Regions from separate parts of the Zea mays genome. Here region 1 is linked to region 2. The links are chromatin contacts, called in public Hi-C maps. All regions are on one chromosome and are shown on one strand. The core of a region is the stretch at or near the end of the contact, and the rest is flanking DNA. Distances in the headings are between cores, read along the strand shown. Region 1 holds the start of LOC100502173 (ATP-dependent zinc metalloprotease FTSH 11 chloroplastic/mitochondrial). Region 2 holds the start of LOC103651483 (polypyrimidine tract-binding protein homolog 1).

Evidence for each region. Hi-C and Micro-C count contacts between places; a contact is called where the count stands out from the background.
Region 1: a contact with region 2 is called in a Hi-C map of tassel, with 5 times the contacts expected there. The contact joins the promoter of LOC100502173 here to the promoter of LOC103651483 in region 2. A contact is called at or near these places in 14 of 25 Hi-C or Micro-C datasets (bundle sheath, ear, endosperm and 4 more) and 1 of 3 datasets of contacts at active chromatin or transcription factors (seedling).

The regions. Positions count from the first base shown.
Region 1 is chr3:223,707,949-223,714,682 of Zm-B73-REFERENCE-NAM-5.0, forward strand. LOC100502173 (ATP-dependent zinc metalloprotease FTSH 11 chloroplastic/mitochondrial) reads left to right here and starts at 1,971. Exons shown (of 17, transcript NM_001351793.1): 1 at 1,971-2,383; 2 at 2,863-3,016; 3 at 3,638-3,730; 4 at 3,861-3,949; 5 at 4,625-4,748; 6 at 4,932-5,051; 7 at 5,191-5,241; 8 at 6,191-6,252; 9 at 6,563-6,620. The coding sequence starts at 2,109.
Region 2 is chr3:223,552,553-223,558,842 of Zm-B73-REFERENCE-NAM-5.0, forward strand. LOC103651483 (polypyrimidine tract-binding protein homolog 1) reads left to right here and starts at 2,349. Exons shown (of 11, transcript XM_008677125.4): 1 at 2,349-2,549; 2 at 2,645-2,852; 3 at 3,444-3,653; 4 at 5,438-5,500; 5 at 5,641-5,714; 6 at 5,791-5,886; 7 at 6,090-6,147; 8 at 6,241-6,290. The coding sequence starts at 2,670.

The DNA.
Region 1 (6,734 bases), core at 721-3,220, 160 kb after region 2:
CTTTCAATAACAATATGGGTTCTAAAGTTTAAAAATCCATACACATTGTATGGAACACAGGATAAGCGTGCAAATCCTAAAAAACTTGACCGGCGAGGGTAAAACAGCCCTCAGACGTTATATATTAAGAAGACCGTCCACGACCATGACCGGGATAAGGCCTTAGACCTATTCTTTAACGTGGACAAATGAGAGGATTTTTAAACAAATAGCCTAAAATTCACTTCCACGAAGAGTCGACCTACACAACCTTCACACATTATACTACTTAAGACTACAGTGTAGGCGTTCACGGTGCACGGTTCTGCCCCCTCCTTCCACACCCCCTGACATCCTCCCTCTCTGCCCCATCTGCGATCCCCCTCACTCGCAATCCCTGGAGGGGACACGCCGGCACAGGAGCTGGCGGGGCGGAGCCGGTGGCCATCTTCCGGGTGATGGCGGACCTCCTCGGCGACCCGGCGTGGCCGCAGCTCCACCCGCGGCCTTGCACCGACACGCCAAGGCCTGGCCTGCAGTGCAAGCTCGCGCCCGACGACGCGCGCGTGCTCCGCGCCACCCGCCTCCACCTAGGCCTCGACGTCGCCACCCCGCACTGCAGGCCCGGGGCCAGGCTCGACCCAACCTCCGGACGCTCTCCATCTTCGGTTGTTTCGGCGCCTCCCAGGCCCCCGTTGAGCTGCCGCTCGCGCTGTTCATGTCGTCGTCCTCGCTCGAGCAGATCGTGCTTAGGTCCAACCCCAGCCTCACCTCCCCCATACCAGCGACGTTGGTTATCATTGTTTTTAGGGGGAAATGGTGTATTAGTATTGACACATCGCGTATTCATTTGAAGTCTCGTAATTGATTAATAACATCTTGTTGACCACAGATGTAGCTATTAGACAATATATGGGTTTGATATGTGAACATGTATGGTGTTTAGTTGCTTCTTCTACTTTGTTCTAATTGATGAATAAAAAATGAATGAGTCTTTCTTCCTTTTCCTCCTGCCAGGAGAGCACATCTCATGAAATGATCCAAAAATAATTACTATTAATGCTTTTATCAGCGGTGTTCGTGTACCGCCGTAAGGCACGGACAACTAACTAGTTATATATTAAGAAGAAGACCGTCCATGTTCATGACCGAAATAAGGCCTTAGACTTCTGTTTCAGCGTGGAACAAATAAGATAATTTAAAAAAACAGTCTAAAAATCACTCTCGCGAGGAGTCAAAGAACCTAAGATCTGAGTATAATCAAATCAATTTGAGTAGAGCCGTAGAGGTCATTTCGCTAAGCGCGCAACCCCGCGGATCACTTGCAGTGAAGCCTACCCACGGTCCCATGGATCACTTGGCAGTGAAACCTACCGAGTACCGACGGATCTCCCCCAGTTTATTTATCCCATCCTTCCTGGTGTGTGGTGTCTACCTTCTCTCCGCGCTTAGAATCGGGTTTCTTGCTTGAGCCGGAGTACCTGTGCTTTGCTGTAGCTGAGAGCCTGAGACTGAGAGGACAGTACCAGCTCCTCGCCGTCTCGCCGACCGCCGACCCAGACATCAGCTCCAGCACCGACCAGGCCAGTCAGGTCGTCATCGCATTCGAGAGACGTCCGTCCCCATCATCACCCCTCCCGCTACCAACGGTCCCGATCCCGAGTGACTCCTAACGATCGCGAGCGCCGCCGCGTCGTCGCCCCGCTACGGCTTCCAGCGTGCGCGTTCGCGCTCGCGGAGTCGCGGTCTCGCTTCGCGATAAGGCTACTCCTCGTGTCCACTAAAACTAGGGGAGACCCACCTCCAGCGTAGAAAGGGAAAAAAAAAAGGGGAAGCCTCTTCTCTCCAAGTCACGCCCCTCCCACCTCGCCGGCGCGCCCGCCTCAGCCGCCATGAGCGCGCTCCAGGCCTCCCTCCTCCTCCGCCCGCTCCCCTCGCCACTGCCCCCGCGCCGCCGGCAGCCGCTCCCCTCTGCCTTCGCCTCTTTGCCCCGCGGTGCCAACGCGCCCCGCCGTGCCCCGCTCCGCCTCCGCGCATTGGACCCCATCGCGCCGCAGCCCGACGCCTCCGAGCCGCCCGCGGCTGCATCCTCGTCCGCGGCGGAGGCGGAGGAGTCGGAGAGCACGACGATGACGGAGTCGACGGCACAGCCCGCCACGATGAGCGGGAAGGAGGAGCTGGAGGACCTGGTGGGCAAGGCTAGGGCCTGGGCCGTGGCGGTCGCGGCCGCGGTGGTGGCCGCGGTCAGGAGGTTCGTCGACTGGGTGCTGTCGAGGAACTGGATGAGCTGGTGGCCCTTCTGGAGATCCGACCACCGACTGCAGGGGCTGATCGAAGAGGCGGACGCCAACCCCAACGACGCTGCCAAGCAGAGCGCGCTCCTCCACGAGCTCAACAAGTTCAGGTCTGTTGTTTTACTTCGACAATTGGGCGAATGTGGTTCTGGCTGAGTGGATTGCGTGCTGATTTATACTATTTGGATAGTTTGACTTACCTAAGGATCAATTGTAGCAAGGTTCTTGAGAAATTTGTAGAGTACCGTGGGACGGAGCCGCTCCGCTCCCAATTTATTGTTGTTTGGATTGATTCCATATAGGACAGAATGGCTCTAAAAAAGAAAAAAAAATATGTTCAAATGTTGAACCATTTAGCTCCCCAAAATCTCTCGGACGGAGCCGCTCCATCCTAAATGGCTCAGGAACCAAACATTATCATATAGTTGGAGTCCTAGTACTGCATAATCGTTAGTAGTGGTTGTATTGCTGGTTTTGTTGTTTGTACTTTGTATTGACCATTGCATCAAATCTTCGCATTAGAAACTAAAGATTGGTATGTTCACCTATCTGAATTTCCTGTTTTGGTGTGCACTGAAAATAATGGCAGCCCTGAAGAGGTTATTAAAAGGTTTGAGCAGCGAAGCCATGCTGTGGATAGCAAGGGGGCTGCAGAGTACCTGCGGGCACTTATTCTCACTAACACTATAGCAGATTACCTTCCAGATGAACAATCTGGGAGATCTGCAAGTCTGCCAGCCCTGGTAAGATCATTTCACAACTCTTTAATAATATATATTACTCCCTTGGTCCCAAAATATAATTCGTTTTAGGTTAACCACATATTCATGAAGTAACATATGAACGTAGTTACCATGTATGACTATATTCATTATCATTTGAATGAATGTAGACGAAAAAAAAGTGGGCTAAAAAGAATTATATTTTGGGACAGAGGAAGTATATGATATGATGAAGTTTTGTGCACTATCTTATTCTGTCAACATAGCTTCAGGAAAAGACCTGTAACACGTTTGGTAACTTAACTGACATTCAATTATCCAAATCCATCTACCATGCCACACAATGCCATAAGATCCATGCCCTAGTACTGTATTCTTCAATCCATGTTTTTAGTGATGCTCAAGCAATTATGCCATTTGTTGAAGCACTTTTTTTCAGGTAAAACCTGTTAGGCTCTTCATATAGATAATATTGATGTGATGCTGCAAAAGCTTAAAGCTTATAACTTCCTACTACACCCATTTCCTTCCACAATGCTTTCTGTCATTCTGTGTTGACTTATACTCCATATTAGTCACCATGTTGGCAACTTGGCATGTTGTAACCACTTCACTCTCTGTAATATGCATTTATGTCAGTAGTTGCAAGAGTTGAAACAACGTGTATCTGGGAATGAGGATAAACCTTTCATGAACCCTGGGATATCAGAAAAGCAACCTTTACATGTTGTAATGGTAAGTCGACCAGATCTGAGGAATGCTATTAATTTATTATTCATGACCGTGTTGATAGGACAGGGGCCAAATTTTTCCCTGTGATCTTGATTCTTAAATTATGTTTTGATAGATTTTGTTGCATCATTAGGTTGACCCCAAATCTACAGGTAGATCTACACGCTTTGCTCAAGAAATTGTCTCGACGATGTTGTTTACAATTGCTGTCGGCGTAATGTGGTATGCTAAACCTTTCATCATGTTCCTGCTATCTTATGATTTAGATTAGGCACACAATTGTTCCTGCTGTACCCAGATTTCTAGTGTTCATAGGTGCTTCCTACAGAATGTGATGCATAAAGAAAAGAACTTTGTCTATTTGCTTTGAAGAATTGATAAACATTTTTTATTTCTTATGGGCAGCCCGGTGCATGTGCTCCAGCTTGCGTGGGTCCGGGGAAGGGTTGGACCCATTTGGGTCTATAGTACGCAGCCTTCCCTGCATTTGCAAGAGACTGTTTCCACAAAATGAATAATTGTATGAATCTGTTAATTGCTTGGGCCCAACTTTTTTTCCCTTGAACGCGCAGGAGAGCTGCACATCTTTATATATTAGAGAGGAAAGAAGGGATAACCTGCTACACAGGAAACCCCGAGATTACACACACACTTAGAGCTTATTATATACTGCTTACATAATTCGACCCTGCCATAATAAGGGCTTCAGCTAAATTTGAACTTCCAAGATGTTTGGCTCCAGCTAGCACCCCTCATGCCAACTCATCCAAGAAAAATATCTGCACCTTGCTGATGGAAGGAGAACCACTATCAAAGACTACCTGGTTTCGTTGCAACCATAAACACCATTTACCCAAAATGTTTTTTCGATGCTCACTGCATAATATTTTGTTCCAGGGTGATGGGTGCTGCTGCACTTCAAAAGTATATTGGGAGCTTAGGTGGAATTGGGGCATCTGGTGTTGGTTCTAGCTCATCATATTCTCCAAAAGAGATGAATAAGGATATCATGCCAGAGAAGGTATCTGATTACGCTTCATAAAATACTTGATACAAGAGTATCTTGGTCCACTTTGGGTTACTACAAAAACATTATTAGTGTTTTTCTTTCGCACAATACTGTCTTCTGGTTGTCTGTTAGTAATGTGATTTCTCGGTACAGAAAACAAATACATATTCAAATGATAATTCTATGGTTTTACAGAATGTCAAGACATTTAAAGATGTCAAAGGTTGTGATGATGCAAAAAAGGAACTTGAGGAGGTAGTTGAGTATCTCAAGAACCCTTCAAAGTTCACTCGCCTTGGTGGAAAGCTACCTAAGGTAATCACTCTATGCCATCTCGCGAGTAACATTTATCGTCACCTTGCTCCATGAGTTCCTCTATATATCTGTCGCTTTTATTGGATGATTGAACTGTTATGAATCTTGCTCTGTAATGAATTCCTCCTGTCCTTTGCAGGGCATACTTTTGACTGGTGCTCCAGGAACTGGGAAGACACTACTAGCAAAGGTGAACTTGTTTGGGGAGCTCACTGCTTAGCTATTTAACTTGTACATAGCCCGCTATAGCTTATTCACGGCTGTACTGCTACGAAATTGCTAATTGTTCTGCTATTGCTGCTAATGACGCTTTAGCTCCGCTAAACACCACTATTTGGCTTAACTGCAAAATGGTTTAGCACCTCTAATTGTGACCAAGGAAAAAATGTTCATTCCTTAGTCCTTACTCTAGAGGAGTATAATCTATGTCTATCCATCACGTTCTTTACTTTAAACCATTAAATAATTGTTAGATGTTGAATATTGAGTGTTGAATGAATATGAATGTTGATTGTAGCTTTGAGGGTGGTTTAGTTTTTTTTTTCTCTGTTTTAGTTGGGGTGTTTGTCAGCTGACAAACGCTCTGTCCCTGCCCCTGCTCCAGTTGTTCTTTCTGGCTAGGTGGGTTCGGTGTGTGTGTGTGTGTTTGTGTGTGTATGTGTGTTTTGGGTGTTGTTCTGTCTGTTTCGGGGTATTTTTCCCCTTTTCTTCTTAATATATTGATGCGCAGCTCTCCTGCGTGTTCGAGAAAAAAAAGTATGTTGACTGATTTAGTGAACGTTAAGTAATTGATGTGGTGACATGTTCTCCTAGAGCATGTACATGTATTTGGGTATTTGTGTTCATGAAATTTCCCATAGTTAAATGTTTCCGTACATAATTAGTTAAGAATGTTCATATTTTCTATAAAAACGCTAAATCAGATAGCTGCTAGAGTCCACTATAGAATTTAGAGGATGACGCTACATTTCATAGCGCGCTATTTACAACATAGTTTCTTGCGCATTGCACTAATCTTTTTGTTTATACATATACCAATGGACGCCATTGTGCCATCTCCAGCTGTTATCCTATAGTTTTTGTGCTATTGCTGTTGTCTTGACCAAACATACCTTACTGGAGCTGTCTTTTTGCCCCAGGCCATTGCTGGAGAAGCTGGTGTACCATTCTTTTACCGAGCAGGCTCTGAATTTGAGGAAATGTAAGATCTCTTGTAAGGTGCTATCTGGCATTACAATTTTTTTGTGTTTATTGGAAGTTATTTGGAACCTTACTCTACCAAATTGCAATTGTCTTTACTGGGTCAGAAAATAATCGATCGTAGATGTGTGCAATCTGAATTTATTCTATTCTGTAACACAATTGAAAAGTTAATAGAATGGTAATGTCTTAGCATTCATGACAAACTTAAGTCCAGCTGGCATTTAATATCCCGCTATTAACATTTATTGTACCCTGCTATCAAAATTTTCTAATTTAACATTTTTAACTATGACTTCATCTCTTCTCAGGTTTGTTGGTGTTGGTGCTCGGAGAGTGAGGTCATTGTTTCAAGCTGCAAAGAAGAAGGTATGCCATTCTGCTGTCAACCTGTATTTTTGTAACCGTAGCTCCTTCAAACTTTTCTCTGTGTCTATGGTTTGTGGATCAGAGATAGTTACTTTGCCGAGCTTTCAGATACTC
Region 2 (6,290 bases), core at 1,099-3,598:
CCAAGGGCTGGCCCTGGCAGTGTCGACCATCGGGTAGAACGCACTAGAGTGCAGTGTGGTAGACTCGAGGCTTATCCTCCTAAGGCGCACGTCGTTGCCGAGGGTGAGGATATTAGGGAAGTCCCTGTCGATGGTGGTGGCGGCGATGGTGGTGACCCATGGCGCAGCGTCAAAGACGGTGTCATCGTAGGATCCGGAGTTGTCGGTGGAGCATACGATAGAGACACTGTGGATAGCAGTGTGGAGGTGACCAAGCGTGACGAGCTTGTGGAAAAGGGACTTGGCGTCATCAGCGAGGGGCACGTCCTGGCCGAAGGAGACATAGATGACGTAGGCGCCGCCGTGGTTGGCGGACTCGAAGCCCGCGAGGACGACGACACACTATGCTGACCAACAGACCATGTAGGCAGCGACGCGCGCCCGCGGTGCACCGCCCTTGGCGGTGCCGGTGGTGTAGCCGAAGAGGCTGGCGCGGGGCATGAATCCGTCGTGCGACAGTGGAGAGCATGTGGGTGTGGTGGCCCTCGATGTCGTGTGTCTAGTTGGCGTCCACCACGGCCGGGTTGATGAGCCACATATCCCTATTGAAGAACCTGGCGTCGATGAGCTTGCGGTTGCAAGCGACGTCGTGCTTGACGGAGTCCTGATAGGATCCCTTTCCGTGGGCTGGCATGTGATCGTCGCTGTCTTTTGGTCTTGGACGAACAATTTTTACTAGTGTTTTAAAAATGCATGTCACAAACATCATGGCACCTCCTATCGCTACCGTCACGCCATATACATTGGTCATTGGTGTGTGACGGACTAAAGAAAACTTTATACGTCGCAAGGGTCGTGGAACGGAGTTGAGTCGCGCCACGGCACTGTGTTTCTTCATGTCTCACATCTCCATTAACTCCAATTGGTAGTGTTTGGTTGAAGAGTCAAGTAGAACGGAGCTATTCTGTTCCAGTTTTGTTGTTGTTTGGTTACAAAGTAACTAGAACGGAATGACTCCAATTAGAGAATATTCTCCTCAGATCCGGAACCAATCCGCTCTAAAAAATCAACCGGACGGAGCCGCTCCGTTCCCATCCCGCTCTCACAGTCACGCTCCATTCCGTTCACTCTGCAACCAAACAAAAAACAGAGCCGCTCCGTTCCAGATTACCAAACACAGAACAGAGCGGCTCCGTTCCTATAATCAGGGATGGAACGACTCCGTTCTACTTAACTCCTCAACCAAACACTATCTTATCTTAGGGTTACAGGCAGGTCATAAATATTGACAGTGTAGCATTTATAATTATATTATTTAAGGCTTACTACAGTAAACAATTGATCTCTTGAGGGAATCTCGTACGTCTAACGTGCATCCTTTCTGTTTCCACGAGTAGTCCTTGATCTAATCACGAGTCGCTCGTGAATTTTCGTTGGCTTGCAGATCCTGCCGTAATTTCTCGTCCCCACAACGCCATCGCTGCTCAACTATGGGGATTAGGAGGGTCGACTCTTAGGACAACAACAACACGTACACGAACTTTAGGTGCAGGTCTGCACGAGACCAATCTAGCCAGCAGGGATCTGAGATCAAGGTGTTTTTTTTTTAAAAATGTGCATCGACTCATTATTATCCTTTGTTAATATGAATGTCGCTGCTATTAATGTTAACTTGAAAAATTCACCTATGGGGCATGATAGCGATTATTTTCAGCTTGATATATTTGACCCTAAATACTGGGATTTCCTTGATACGATTAATTTGTGTGAATTTTTTTAATTACCTATGATGATTAGCGGGTGAAGAAAGAGAATTGAATCGTTAGATCATGTAACCAATGACATGATGAGCAATTTTTGTGCAACTTCACGAGGAGGTATGAAAACAATGTTTTTAAGCACCCTTTGAGGAACTTGAAAAATTTCATGAAACTGGTCTATAGTTTCAGTTTTTTTGAAGTTAGAGCTCATAAAGCTGTACCTATTTGGATAGAAGAAGCTGAAATAGACTTGAAATTCTTGAAATGCTCTCCTAAATAGGGCCTATATCATTATGAGAAGTGAGTTTCGCCACTTTTCTATTAATTGAATAGGATTTGTCTGAATACCATTATAAAATTAGACCTATACTCTGTAATGCTATTAAGGCGAAGCCTATTCAATTAATAATAAAGTCGCTAAACCACTTCTTAATGCTATTAAGCCGAAGCCTATTCAATTAATAATAAAGTCGCTAAACCACTTATTATAATGACATAATTCCAAATTTCTCCGAACACGAGGAAAAGAGTTGTCCAAACTGGGCTGGCCTTCTGGCTTCTCGGTGGTGGTTTGGGATTTTGGGCTGTAGGATTCCGGGACTCTACTGCATGGCCGAAGGCTCGAAGCCCATTATTATAACCTATCAACGGGCCTATTCAGATTTCAGAGGTCGATACGGAACCCTAGGCGTCTATCCATTAGAAAATTGGACTGATTGACCGCACCGATTCCGCGATACGTTCCCGAATCCAACCCATCTTCGTCCGCTCCGGCCACTCGTTTCGCCGCCGTCGGTCGCCACCCGCAAGGTGAGGACCCCTTGGATCCATGGTTACGAGAGTTTTCTATTTTTATTGCAAAAGACTTCCTTGATGCGGTTTACTTACCACTGATGACGCGGTAGGTTTGGAGGATAAGATTCGGGAGGGATGGCTTCCGGTGGGCAGCCGCAGTTCCGGTACACGCAGCCGCCGTCGAAGGTGCTCCACCTGCGGAATCTGCCGTGGGACTGCACTCCAGAGGAGCTGGTCGAGCTGGGGACCCCCTTCGGCAAGGTCGTCAACACCAAGTGCGGCGTCGGCGCCAACCGCAATCAGGCATTCATCGAATTCGTGAGTACTACCAGCTTTCCCTCCTGCTTATGTTAGCGAGCCTGACTCGTATTGGCCAGCCACTTGTCTGTCTGGTGGACACGGAGATGTCAGAACCAGAGTATCAGACTATGTAGATCGGACTTCCGGATCATTAGTACTGAATTGTGGCAAAGTGGTTGTAATATACAGTACATTAGTTATCCAGTTAGTTTTGGGGGAGAAGCTATGTTCTCTGGCTCATGTTGCTGTTACTTAAATCAGCCAGTTGGATGTGCCAGTTGCATAGGAGGTTTGTCATTGGAATTTGGAACTGACCAATTCGATTTGACTGCAATTAGTAATGGTTGTACCCCCCCCCTCTGTTTCTTGTCGCCTAGGTTCTATGATATGTGGTGAAAAAGAACAATCTTAACCCCATTATGAAGTCTTGGCACAAGAAAAAACCCCATGATTATATTATCATGGACTTCCTTTTTGGTAAAGAGAAGTGAGACCACTGAAATATCTGTGGAAATTTGTCTTGGAGGGGGGGGGGATGATTTATCGTCTGGTGAAACAGCTGTGATATGTGACTGCATGTTCTTTTTAATTCCTTTTATTGTTTTGCAGGGCGACCAAAATCAAGCTATTGCCATGATATCATATTACGCATCGTCAACAGAGCCAGCACAGGTAAGAGGGAAAAATGTGTACCTTCAGTACTCAAATAGACAGGAGATTGTCAACAACAAGGCAACTGGGGAAGGTTCAGGCAACGTTTTGCTTGTGGGAATGGAGGGTGTTGCACCAGATTCTGTCAGCATTGATGTTCTACACGTGGTAAGGATGTTAACAGTTGCATCGAGATTTATGTTATTTAGGCCAACTGATTTTATCTGCAGGAATACTTTGATGTGCCAGGACTGTCTTAGTAACTTCTAGCACATTGTTTTGCATGATCTGAATGGATTAGCAAGCCGTTGTCACGGAGTATCATGGCAGGAAGCATCTGGAACACATGTCTGTGTTTGTTTCCTCTCCCTTACTCATCGCTGCCCTACTCCTCCCCTACCCTCCCTCCCCTGCACCTCTTCTCCCTACCTTTCCCCTCCCATACCCTTTCATCCAAGTACCCTCTTAGGGTTGGTCACATCTACCTTCGTCGATGTCCGTTTTAGTTGTTATTATAAGTTGTATCTAGTTAGTGCCTAAGGTTGGTGGATGCATTTTTCTCAATGGAGGTCGTTTCTGATTGGTTACATTGGTAGCTGGCATATTTGTATGATTATTATCAAGTGCTCTTCTCTGGATTTAGTAAGGGAAAAGAAAGAGAAAAGGAACATAAAATGTAATGCATCAATAATAGTAAATAAATATTCTTGTTTTCACTAACGCCCCGTTTGGATCCTCGGAATTGAATTCCATTCTAATAATAGTAATTTAGGCAAATATCAATTAAGCTAGTATAGTTTTATGCAAAATATATTTGTATACTATTATTACTTTATTAGCAATATGTGGGAGATATTTATGTGCTGCATTTTTACTACAGAGGAGTGAGTAGAAGAGTGTCTTATAAGTTGCAGAGTAGAAACATATTCCACTGATACACAAAATCATTTTCTATCCTCCACCCCCATGAATTTGAGATAGTCTTATATCTGAACTGTGGAAAGTGGCGGAATATCAAATTCCAAGCCAAATAGACTACTCTATTAAGTAAATTTCAATTCCTTCAAAATGAATAGATCCAAATGGCCCATAAGGTAAATATAATGAACTTGATTGGCACAAATTTGTCATTTGGTTGCACTGATTTGTGTAACGGTTTAATACCATCTTTCAAGCAGGATTTTAGCTCCTTATTACAGATCTGCAAGCTACCAACTCGAGTTATTTGCATCTGTATGTTGATTAAAAGAATTACTTTACAATCTTCTACATGATGATTAGATTATAATTCTTTTGCAATCTTTTATGTGTTAATTACAAGAACTATCTTGTGTTTATCCTCCATAGTGTCATTTGGTTGACGCACCTTTAATACGCTGTTAAGGCGAGCTTCAAAATTGGAACATGTGGATTATCAGTTCATAAAGAAACATCTGTCTGAACAGTTTAATGAGTTTCACTCACTTTCCACTGTGAATATTGTAGATTTGATCACTTTGTTACTGGCGCATGAATGAATGCTTGTTAGCTGTGCTCGTTTCTGATCTCTTTCTCTAGACAATCCTTACAAAGCCTAGAAATGCATTGATTGATTTGATTCTAATACTTTAATAACAGCTTGATGTCACAATTTTACCCAGGAGTGATGATAAATTCATCTGCATTATCTGTACTAGCAGGTTGAAAGGTTTTGAACATGTACAGTTGTGTGCTAGTCTGCTAGTACCCTTGATTCATTGTTATTGGTTATTGCCGACAAAAACTTTATTGTAGTTGTAAGCTTTTCTGTATGTTTGTATAAATATTAATTTTGTTTGGCGTAGAGATCAGACAACCTTTGGCTGCCACTTTCAATTTAAGATCATTTCACTTTCCAGATATATTGGTGCATGCATTTGGTTTTACTATAATGTTTCACATGTGGTATTAACAGTTGACGTATGTGTGCACAGGTATTTTCTGCTTTCGGATTTGTTCATAAGATCGCTACCTTTGAGAAAGCATCTGGTTATCAGGTGATGGTTTTACTTTATTCATTCTGTCACATGTCTCATCTGTCATCCATAGATAGCACTATCATGATTTCTCTATATTTTTCTTTGACCAGGCTCAAATACTTTTATCTAAGGTTATGTTTTTTTAATCTTGCCTGTAGGCTTTGATTCAGTTTTCTGATGCTGAAACTGCAACATCTGCAAAAGCTGCACTGGATGGTAGATGCATTCCTAGGTATTGCTTTTGATTATTAATTTTCTTCTGTACTCTTTCGCAAGACAAATGTATAATTATTTGTCTTGTGTTGCAGCTATTTGCTACCAGAACTGGATGTGGCCTGCACTTTGAGAATAACCTATTCAGCACACAGTGTTCTCAACGTCAAGTATCAGAGCCACAGGAGTAGGTAAGGTTTACTCAGTTGTCAAGCGAGATTTTTTATTCTACATCCTGTTTGATGGATGGATTCTGCGAGTTTTACCCATTGAATTGTTTCATTTTGCATGGAAAAGTATTTTTGTCTGTCAGATCATTACTTTATAAATCTGGGTGGTTTGTAATATTCAAGGAATCATATGACTCTTGATTATCCTTTGCTGTTTTCTTTAGGGACTTCACTAATCCTTACCTTCCTTTTCTGGACTCTGCTAAAGATGGCTCTGGACCGGTAGCACTTCTTACTTTTGAGCATATATGCTTTGATTTTGTGCTTATGCTAAATTTGCTAATATAGTTATTGTGTCCACACTGTTATGACCAGGATGGAAAAAAACAGGAAGCAGAGAGCAATATACTGCTTGCTTCTATTGA